Linked DNA regions of Mus musculus: region 1 is linked to region 2. The links are chromatin contacts, called in public HiChIP or PLAC-seq maps. All regions are on one chromosome and are shown on one strand. Each heading gives the region's core, a stretch centred on a gene start, on an enhancer-like site or on the middle of the called end of the contact. The rest is flanking DNA. Distances are from core to core; before and after follow the strand shown.

Evidence for each region. HiChIP or PLAC-seq counts read pairs in DNA pulled down with a chosen protein or histone mark.
Region 1: an H3K4me3 HiChIP or PLAC-seq map of the SCID.adh cell line shows a contact between it and region 2, with 165 read pairs. The contact joins the promoter of E230001N04Rik here to the promoter of Fkbp5 in region 2. A contact is called at or near these places in 26 of 39 promoter capture datasets (the 3T3-L1 cell line, 3T3-L1-derived adipocytes, the C10 cell line and 14 more), 10 of 15 datasets of contacts at CTCF or cohesin (CD8 T cells, the NIH/3T3 cell line, embryonic stem cells and 5 more), 248 of 484 Hi-C or Micro-C datasets (3T3-L1-derived adipocytes, the 63-12 cell line, 8-cell embryo and 116 more), 58 of 115 datasets of contacts at active chromatin or transcription factors (the 230-238 cell line, CD4 single positive thymocytes, CD8 T cells and 35 more) and 5 of 9 other capture datasets (adipose tissue, embryonic stem cells, liver and 2 more).

The regions. Positions count from the first base shown.
Region 1 is chr17:28,520,159-28,525,313 of GRCm38.p6, reverse strand. It overlaps E230001N04Rik (a long non-coding RNA gene), which reads right to left and starts at 2,658. Exons shown (of 2, transcript XR_385504.4): 1 at 1,948-2,658; 2 at 1-895.
Region 2 is chr17:28,483,977-28,489,096 of GRCm38.p6, reverse strand. It overlaps Fkbp5 (FK506 binding protein 5), which reads left to right and starts at 2,948. Exons shown (of 11, transcript NM_010220.4): 1 at 2,948-3,145.

The DNA.
Region 1 (5,155 bases), core at 1,409-3,908, 37 kb before region 2:
TCTCCAGACACACCAGAAGAGGGCATCAGATCCCTCTACAGATGGTTGTGAGCCACCATGTGGTTCCTGGATATTGAATTCAGGACCTTTGGAAGAGCAGTGTTAACCGCTGAGCCATCTTTCCAGCCCCAACACATGTTCTTAAGTGATGGAATCAACTCTCTAGCTCCCTGTCTTGTCGGGGTTTCTATTCCTGCACAAAACATCATGACTAAGAAGTTGGGGAGGAAAGGGTTTATTCAGCTTATACTTCCTCATTACTGTTCATCACCAAAGGAAGTCAGGACAGGAACTTACCTAGGGGCAGGAGCTGATGCAGAGGCAATGGAGGGGTGCTATTTACTGGCTTGCTTCCCCTCGATTGTTCAGCTTGCTTTTGAACCCAGGACTACCAGCCCAGGGATGGCACCACCCACAATGGGCTGGGCCCTCCTACTCTTGATTGAGAAAATGCCCTACAGCTGGATCTCATGGAGGCATTTCATCAAGGGAAGCTCCTTTCTCTGTAATAACTCCAGCTGGTGTCAAGTTGTCACACAAACCCAGCAGGTACACCCTGTCAGCTTTTGAGAGCGGTGGCTTAGGCTGGCCTCACACTCTGCTTACAGAGTTGATGATGACCCTGAATTCCCAGCACCATGTCCACCATCTTCCTGAGTGCGTTGTGTCTGCTTTATTTGGCGCTGGAGACTGAACTCAGGGCTGGCCACATGCACTGAAGGGCCCTACCAACAAAGTCACAGCCCGCCCTAGCACCCACCCCGTGGTAGCTTTTCAACTTCTGGGGTTGGTATCATCCAGGGCTTCCTTGCAGGTCAGTTTAGCTGACATTGTCCACCGTGGAAAGGGACGTGGATGGAGATCCGCCGCGTGGAGCTGCCTGTGGAGGCTGAACCTGCGCATTAAGCAGCATGACACATACTGACCGGTCATGATGAGGATCCACGAGGTTCAAGCGCAGGAGGCAAGCCTAGACCTCTTCAATGCCTCCACTAGCGACAAACCAGGGTACATACCCTGAGCCCACTTCGCTGAGCTGCTGCCCCTAAGGCCCATCATCCACCCGTGGAACTCCAAAGCCACTTCCTCATTCTCCTCAACCAAGCGTGGGCCACGGGTGTTTCAGCGTCCTTAGGGCTCCAGGTGGTGTTGAGGGTCTGCTATACACCCGGCTGTGCTGCACTTCTGTAACCTCGCCCCCCATGCCCTGCCCGCACTCTCCGGAGGTAGAGGTATGGGTGGTCAGAAGTTCAAGGTCATCATTACATAGCAGTTTGGTGCTAAGCCTGTATTTTGAAAAGCTGACATTAATAGCGCCATTGTATCTGCTGGTGAGGCTCTTTTCTGATTGGATCAAGTAAAGAGCATTGCCTAGATAGCTAGCTCCCTCCACCCCCATATTTTTTTTTAACTTTTTTTTTCCCCAGTCTATGTAGTAGTCCAAGAGCTCGGCCTCAACTAGAGATCTTCTTGCGTCTGCCTCTTGAGTGCTGGGTTCAAAGCCACCATACCTGGCTTCCCCAAGCATGGGTGTCCAAGGCACATGTATGGAGGTCAGAGGGCAATTTATGTAAATCGGTGGCTCTCGCCTTTCACCTTGTGCGACCTGGGGATCGAACTGTGTCGGCAAGCGCCTATCATGACTTCCGAGAGGCCTCTCTCCCGAGCCTTATCAGCTAAGGGATTTGAGTCTTCGCTATTCCCAGTGAAAAGCCCCCTGCGGCCCGACCGATTCCGGTTCTAATCCCAGGAGTGTGAGGGCTTCGAATTCCACAACCAGCTTTTCTGTGTTAGTCCTGAAAGTACTGGCAGCAGGACTGGCTCAGAGAAGGTGCCGATCCTAGCGCTGCGCAGGGGACAGCTCGCCATCAGTGTGCAGCGGAAAAAGCTTGGGGGGTGAGGGGGGCGCCCGTTCCTCACAGCGGATCCCATACTCCCCGCGCTTACCCCTGCCGGGGAACTCGAGCTGAGGGGCCCCTCTGGCAAGCTCATGACCCGCGAAGGCGTGGGGACCAGAAGAAGCAGTACGAAGCGCGGGAGCGGGCAGCGCCCGGGAGGAGGAGCGCGGGGCGGAGCGCATCGCCCAGCTTCCCCCGCGCCCCCGCCTCTCGCATCCGGCGGCGGCACAGGATGTTCTTTCGCTCGGGTCCCCCGCCCCCGCTCTCACTTTCTTCCCCGCTCCCCTCCTCCACACGCGCCGTGAGCCGCGCCCCGAGCCAGCACCTTGCTTAACCCCTTCCCGCCCGCGCCTAGGGCGCGCAGCGAGTCTGGGGTGCCCGGGTAGGCGCAGGACTGCGCCCACCAGGACAACGTCGAGGGTGGAGAGTATGGTGGTCTTCCGAGGACCCAAGCCTGCAGTCTCCAGAAGCCCCCTAAATCGCCAGGGGCGGTTCCCGGGGACCCAGGCCCGCACTCTCGCGATCTTACGCTAAATTGCCAAGGGCAAGCGCAAGGTGGGCTCTCTCGTGGGCGCAGACCGGTGTGCTTAGCTATCTCCGGCCTAAGGAACGGGGGAGTACCCAGCAACCTTAACCTCATCTTCCCCTCCAGGTTGTGCTAAGGCGCGGCTCACAACGTTTGAGAGGATGGAGAGAGGCCACACCCCCTCGATTAACGTCACTGTTTCCAAGGCAATCGGAGGCGGGGCTGTAGACAAGCGGACTTTGGGGACTATGGCTTAATAGGGCTCCAGGACAGGGTGCGGCTGGGCTGGGGGCTCGGCGGGGTGGGACGTTTCTGTCTTTGCTTTTTTATTGACTCGCTTGATTTTTGATTCAACAGATATTTATGCTTGGCGCCATTCTTAGGGACTGTTTTTCTCTCACCAAGTCTGCGGTTCACAGGTTGTCACTAAGCCGGGTGGAGTGGCCATGCACCCAGGATATGATCCTGGGATAGATGTAATGCCTTTTTATTAAATTTACTGTAGGGGGCTGGGGCTCATGTGCTATAACGTGCATCTGGAGATATGAGGGCAGGCAATTTGTGGGAGTTGGTTCTCGTCTTCTACCTTGTGAGACCCCAACTCATGTCAGGCTTGGCGGCACCTTTATCCACTGCGCTATGTAATTATTCAGTGTCTCCTTTCTCTTGTCAAGTACCCCAGAGCGAGCACTAATCAGTGAAGACTTGGTTCTCTAATTCATGGAAGGTCTCAGCTATTCAGGGAAGGAGGACAAAGTGTTCCATGCTCACCACGTACCAACTCCTTCCCAGCATTTTAGGTCTTGTGATCTTTGCCCTGTTGTATTTCTGGTGCCTTTTACAGCCTAGGAACTGAGTCTGAGCTCTCAGAGGACCCTAAGCCCGATAGCTAAGTGTTGGAACCAGGACCCTAAGCCAGATAGCTAAGTGTTGGAACCAGGTTGGGACCCAAGCCTGTGGGTATGAAGCCTGGCTTCATTTTTAGACTATAATTAAATGGTATCAAAGAACAATCCTGCCCCTAACCCAGTCATGAAGGAGTTTACAGCCTACAGGGAAACGGGGGTGGGGGGTGGGGGTGGGGTGAGGATACCACAGAACATAATTAAGCAATAAAACCTAGAACAGGTTGGAGGCTGTTTAAAAGGATCAAAATAGAGTTGAGATTGTCAGAGCCTCTCCCGTGGAAGGTGCATTCCCAGGTAGGTCAGGAGGTGGGAGGTGACTGTAGGATCACAGTACCTGTGTGTGTGTGTGTGTGTGTGTGTGAGAGAGAGAGAGAGACAGAGACAGAGACAGAGACAGAGACTGTTCCTGCAAAGAACACCTAACTAGTGGCTCAGCCATACAAAGGCTTTTTTTTTTTTTTTTTTTTTTTTTTGACAAGATCTCTAGCCCAGGCTGATCTCAAATTTTCTATTTAGCCAAGAATAGCCTTAAACATCTGATCTTCCTGCCTCTATCTCCGGAATGCTGGGATAACAGGTGTGTACCTCACATCCCCACCCCACCTCATGGATGGAGGGAGCTGGGGTCTCCTTCATGTTTCTCCATGTTTGGCAAGCATTGTACCAATTTATTCATGTCCACAGCCCCTCCCCTGCGCCTTCTGCCCCTGTCTGTGGCGCTGTACCACAGGAGCAGGTATGTCAGCAGCTGCTATCTTTTCACTCTGTGCCCCCAAGTGTTTGAAGCTTAGCACAAACTCCCTGAGGGTAACTTTAATGTCAGCGGCTCCTTCCTCCAATCTCTGAGGAGTCTGAGGTGAGTGAGAAATAGGGACAAAGGGCCAGCAAGACAGCTCCAGTAGGTAAAGGTGCTTGCTGCTAAGTCTGATGTCTTGAGGACCCACATGGCAAAAAGAATCTATTTCTGTAAGTTGTCTTGTGACTCCCACCTTCAGCCATGTTACACCTGCATCCACACTCACTAAATAGGTACAGTACACGGTATATGTTTAAAGAAGACGACCTGGGAGAGCATTAGGGAGGTGCTACGCTGGGTGGGACTGGACATACCAACTGAGGAGAGGGAGAGTAAGAGGAAGGTGAGGGGAATTGTTGAATCAAATGGGTGGCTGGGTCACTTGAGAACATCTGATGTCCTCTCCCAGTGCGGCAGGGCTGTGCTCAGTCCTGTAGGCTGGAATTGACAAGGACAAACCCCCAGCCTTTGCTCTGGGAACACACAGGGTAGCACCCAGTGTACCCAGTGTGTTTGGCTGAAGGTGATAACATACACAGTAAATGGTGTTTGGAAGGAGCCAGGAAAAGCCTGGGTTAGGAAGCAGGACCATTTGGGCCAAAGGTGGCATTTATGGTGCTGGAGAGAAGGGGCTGGGAAAAGTAATGAAAAGAAAAAAAAAAAAAAAAAGAGCTGGGCAGTGGTGCTGCATGCCTTTAATCAATCCCAGCACTTAGGAGGCAGAGGCAGGCGGATTTCTGAGTTCGAGGCCAGCCTGGTCCACAGAGTGAGTTCCAGGACAGCCAGGGCCATACACAGAAACCCTGTCTCAAAACAAACAAACAAACAAATAAATAGAACAAATGAAGCAAAAGTGGAGAGGAGAACCTGATGTTTGGTGACAGATCCAACACTGACATCAGAGAGAACCCTCTTCAATGCCAGGATTAAAGGCGAGCATGTTCTCTGCATATACAGCACACCACCTGGCTCTCTTTTGGCACAATTGTTACAAGTTTGACTTGGATAGCACATAGGTGGGTGTCTT
Region 2 (5,120 bases), core at 1,699-4,198:
TTCTTTGTGTGTATAGAGTGTGTGTATGAAGTGTGTGTGTGTTTGGGGGGTGATGGGTGTTCCATATGGTGAGTTTATGGAGGTCAAAGGCCAATTTTCGAGAGTTCTTTCTCTTCTTTCCTTCTATGAAATGCAGGGATCAAATTCAGGTCGCCAGGCTTGGCCGCAGACCCCATACCTACTGAGCCATCTCACTGGCCCCCAATCTGCAGCTCCCTCAATGAATAAGCAAGGGCCAAAAAAAAAAAAAAAAAAAAAAAAAAATCAATGTCACATTACAGCTGTGAGCATCGAGTTACCCATGCTGTGGGAACAAACTCTTCAGACACCAAGTACTTTAAGATGGAGATGTGGTTTGAATTCTATCACAGGCAAACCTGGGCACAAAAAGACTCTAAGCAGTGGCTGTGTAATTTGCAACAGTTGGTGCAAAAAAGAACACACAGAGCCCCTTGTTGAAAGCTTACTATGTCAAGATGACCACTGCAGCACTTTAAACAGAGCATGGGGCCTTTCTCAGTGTGTGTCACTGAGGAAGGTGACACACCCACAAAGCCAGCTGTGGTGACAGGACCTACAAAGAACTGTCCTTGTGGTAGGTCAGAGCCCCTCTCCCCACAGCCAGGTGTCTTTGTGTTCTAAAGGCATCAACGCTTAGGGGAAATGATCGAGGAAGGTGGATTTGGTGGTCAGAGTGGTTTTTCTGGAGGAGTGGGTGGAGCTAGCTAGGTTGTAGTCAAAACTGAAGAACTGACTGTTCCCCACAGACACAGGCCTAGAAGGGGGGTGGGGGGGGGGAAGCCTGCAGCTGTATCTACAGCCCTCGTTGATATTCACTGTGGTGTGTTACAACACAGCCTGGCTGTCTCCTGGGATTTTTCTCTCCCCCCAATCCCCCAATCCCCGGCCCCCCCGGGAGAGTCTCGTCTTAGAATTCATGACAAGTCCACACCACCCTGCCGATTGGCCCACACTGCCACTAGCTGTTCGATCAGTTCTTTATGCCATTCCAGGTCTGTGTGCCTCATGAGCTCAAGTGCTACTATCCCTTGCCACATGGCGCGCGGAGTCCATGATTGTCCCTTATCCACAGCTCTTGGTCTGGCCAAAGCCTTTTTCCATCTTCAAAGAGTGGGTTCGATGTGACCTCTTCGTGAAGCCTCCGGAAGGGGAATGCTGGTTCTCTTCCCTGGTAAGAGCCCTTCCTCCTTCTCTGTGGACACGTGCCACAATCCCCGGAACATTTCTGAGGTGTGGCTGTCCTTGTCTGATAGCTTGGAGGCTTTGGGAACTGGAACAGTGCCTTCTCACCTCCATGTTCTCTCCCCCACACATACCTCGTGCTTTCAGTAAGCAAAGTAGATGCTTAACCAACTGGCATTAGCGAACAGAACAGTTGCCACCCACAGCGTGTTGTTGAATTCATGCGGCCACTCCCTGGAGGCTGGTTAAGGGAGGTTTCCAATCACTGAGGAAAGACAAGCGACTGAGAAGGACCCCTATCCAAGAGGAGTGGGTGGGTGGGGTATCTTTTATATCAGTTTTATCTTTTCTGTAGAGGTCTTTGAGGATAGGGAAGGAATGACCATACCACCATGTGGGTGATAGACATTGATATATATCATATGTGTTATATGGACATTGATATATATCACCATACAAGGTGACATGTATCTTCATAAGTTCTAAAGTGAGACAAGACAAAAGAAACCAAAACTAGGGGCTGGAGAGAAGGCTCAGCGGGTAAGAGCACTGACTGCTTTTCCAGAGGTCCTGAGTTCAAATCCCAGCAAACACATGGTGGCTCACAACCATCTGTAATGAGATCTGATGCCCTCTTCTGGTGTGTCTGAAGATAGCTACAGTGTACTTAGATATAATAATAAATAAATAAATCTTAAAAAACAAAACAAAAAACCAAAACTAAAATAAAAGCAGACATGGAACCAGGAAACATGGAATTTTCCTGTGGCTACAAAATATTCCATAGGTAATTGGGACTTTTATAGTTTCTCCTCCCCTCAAAAAACAAACAAACAAACAAACAAACCAACCAACCAACCGGGGGTCTGGAGAGATTCCCTAGCTGTTATGAGCAGTTGCTCTCACTGGTTGTTCTCCCAGAGGCTGGGAGAGCACAGGATGCTTCCAACTCCAGTGACAGGGGATTCGATGCCCTCTTCTGACCTCTGTTGGGTACTGCACTCACATAGTAAACACACACACACACACACACACACACACACACACACACACACACACACCCAGCAGGCGAAACACTCATCATAAACGTTCTTCTAAGAATCTTCTTAAAAACCGAACAGTTAGAGTTCAAGTCCCCAGGTGCAGCTCCTGAGCGTCTATAGGAGTCACCCAGACGTGGCGAGGGGGTGCCATCTCGAAGCTGACCTAGCTCAACAGCCATCCTTTGGGTTCCTTTTTGACCTCATCACCTGGGCTGCTTGCTGTGTTGGAGAGGCAGAAACCTCAAGGGAAAGCGACATCTTCACGCCCACTGGGTGTCCAGAGAGAGAGGTGCTAGGTGCTACATCGCATTTTCCCAGTCTCTAAGGAGCATCTTCAAGTTCAGGAGGTTATTTTCCGGGGTCAGCATGGCCCGACCTCTGCAGCTCGTGAAGGGCAGGCTGGGTGGACAGACAGGCAAGGCAGACGCTTGTCTGGTCAGTATTTAGTCTGGAGGCAGTGGACGACGAGGCGAGGTGTCAGTCAGCTTCCTCCATCCCTCTTCTCCGGCCCCCACAAAGGGCAAGGGCCAGACACGTGGGCAGCGGTGAAGAGGCGGAGATGCAAACGAACGGGGCGGAGCCTCATTTGCATAGGCAGTGCACGGCCACCAATCGGGACGGGCGGAGCGACAGCCCGCGCGCCTTTTGGGGGCGGATTGGCAGCCCCGTGGCCCTATGGGAGGTGGGTCCTGCGGCCGGCGGGGGCGGGACGACGGCGGGCGCTGCCCGGCGCACTAGCCGGCTTGCGGGCGCTGCCAGTCTCCGGCGGCGGTGTCCGGCGCGCGGCTGAGCGACCGAGCGTGCGGACGGAGCGGCGGCCTGCTGGGCGGGCTGAGCGGCGCGCGCGGCGGCGGAGAGACGCGGAGCGAGGGACGCGGCGGCGGCGGACGCGGCGACAGGTACGGGCGCCATGGCCGCGGGAATGGGGCGCGCGCACGCGGCGGACCCCGGAGCCAGCCCCGTGCTCGCGGTCCCGCTTCTGCCGCCCCTCGCGCGGCTTCCCCGGGATGGCGTGGACGGGACGCGCGGGAGGCCTGGGCCCCGCGTGGGAGGTGGAGCGGCCGGCGCTCTTCTCCAGCGTCTCCCTCAGCGCGGCGGCGGCGGCTCGCTCGCCCGCGCGCGGCTTTTGTTTCCCGCGCAGCCCACAGGTCCGGGGAGCCCCGTGTCGCTCCGCCACGCCGCCCTCCGGACGCGGAGGAAACTTGGCCTTCCGGAGCCCTGCAAGCCCCGCGGATAACGGAGTGCTCCGCCGCGTCCGCGGGGCCGCGCGATGGGCGTGCCGGCCGGGCACCGCCCTCACCTGCCGCTCCCGAGCCGGCTCGCACCGGGCAGGCAGGTGACCGGAGGGTCTCGGAGGTACTGAGGAGGAAGGGCTAATTAAAAGTTGTCTCGGAGGTGGCTGAGCGGGTACAGCCGCTTGCAGCCAAGCGTGACGACCTGGGTTCGATCCCGGGAACCGACATGGTAGTAGGGGAACCGACTCCAACCGCGAGTTGTCCTCTGACCTCCCTGTGTACACAGCACAAACACCACTGGCTCCGATACACATTCTCATCTCTCACCCCCGCTCTCAATAATACTAAGGAAATAAAAGTTATTTTAGGAATCTTCATTCCCTTCGCCCCAGCGGCATCACCACTCCTGTTCCGGCCATAGTCCTTGACTCCAAACCCAGCATTTTGTGTGTGTGTGTGGGATGAATCTAAGGGAGCACGTTGCATTATGACCATCTTCCTCCTCCTCATCTTCGTCTGTGGATGAGCCAGGTGGAGCGCTTGCGCCTCATTTTTTAAATAATTGGTGTCTGCAGCCATGGCGAAAGCGTTGGAAGGTACAGATCGTAAGCAGAGCGTGCAGAACTTGGGACAGCCCTCGGCGGGGCTCGGGACAGGGTGTACAGCGCTTGGCCGCCATTCAGTAAATTCTGCATGCGGCAGTTGGGAGCTGGTGGTTTGGGGATTTTTTTTTTTTTTTTTTTCCCTTCTTCTTCTTTCAGGAGTGTGTTTTCCAGCGGACCAGGGCGTTGAATAGGCACTTTCTTTGCTTCCTTTAGGGGAAGGAGAGAGTGTTTATTTCTATTGTCATCCCATTTTCTTAGGGCTGTGGACAAGGGAAAAGTTAAGGTGTGTTTGGGTTAAGCATTTTGTCTTTTCCTCCCCACTTCTTGCTGTTAGCTTTATATGTTGTTAAAAATTATAGCTTTTCCTCTTGGTGTCTGAATCAATTCAAGAAATGACTTGGAAAAAAATCTTACTTAACCGTTTTCTGTTACTCTCCCAGCTGATCCTCATTTGCCTGACTTTTTGGGGGGGGTATTTTTTTTTTGTTTGATAGTTGAAACATCAAAGTTTTATTCCTTTGTTATTGGGAGTTTACTATTCAATTAAAGCACGTATAAATTTCTGTAACCTAATACTCTCCACACAGCTTTCGCTTTGGAGTGCTACAGAAATGGTGTATTTTAACTATATTTATTTATTTATTTATTTATTTATTTATTTTTCGAGACAGGGTTTTTCTGTGTAGCCCTGGCTGTTCTGGAACTAGACCAGGCTGGCCTCGAACTCAGAAATCCGCCTGCCTCTGCCTCCCAAGTGCTGGGATTAAAGGCGGGCCCCACCACGCCCGGTTTACCTATTTTTAAATGCAAAGGTTAATAATGACACTGGTTTGTTAGCAGCACTGAGTGTTTTTAGCTTTCTTCCCCTTTGTCTTCTGATATGTCTTGTGTGGTAACTGCCTTGGGTGTAATCTATACTTCAGAAATGTTGAACTTCAGAGCACAGTTCGTTTTTATTTAATTACACTAATTGATTGAACAATCATTTTATTCATCTAGCTAGTTTGAGCTAGCTATGAGTTGGGACCACTTGA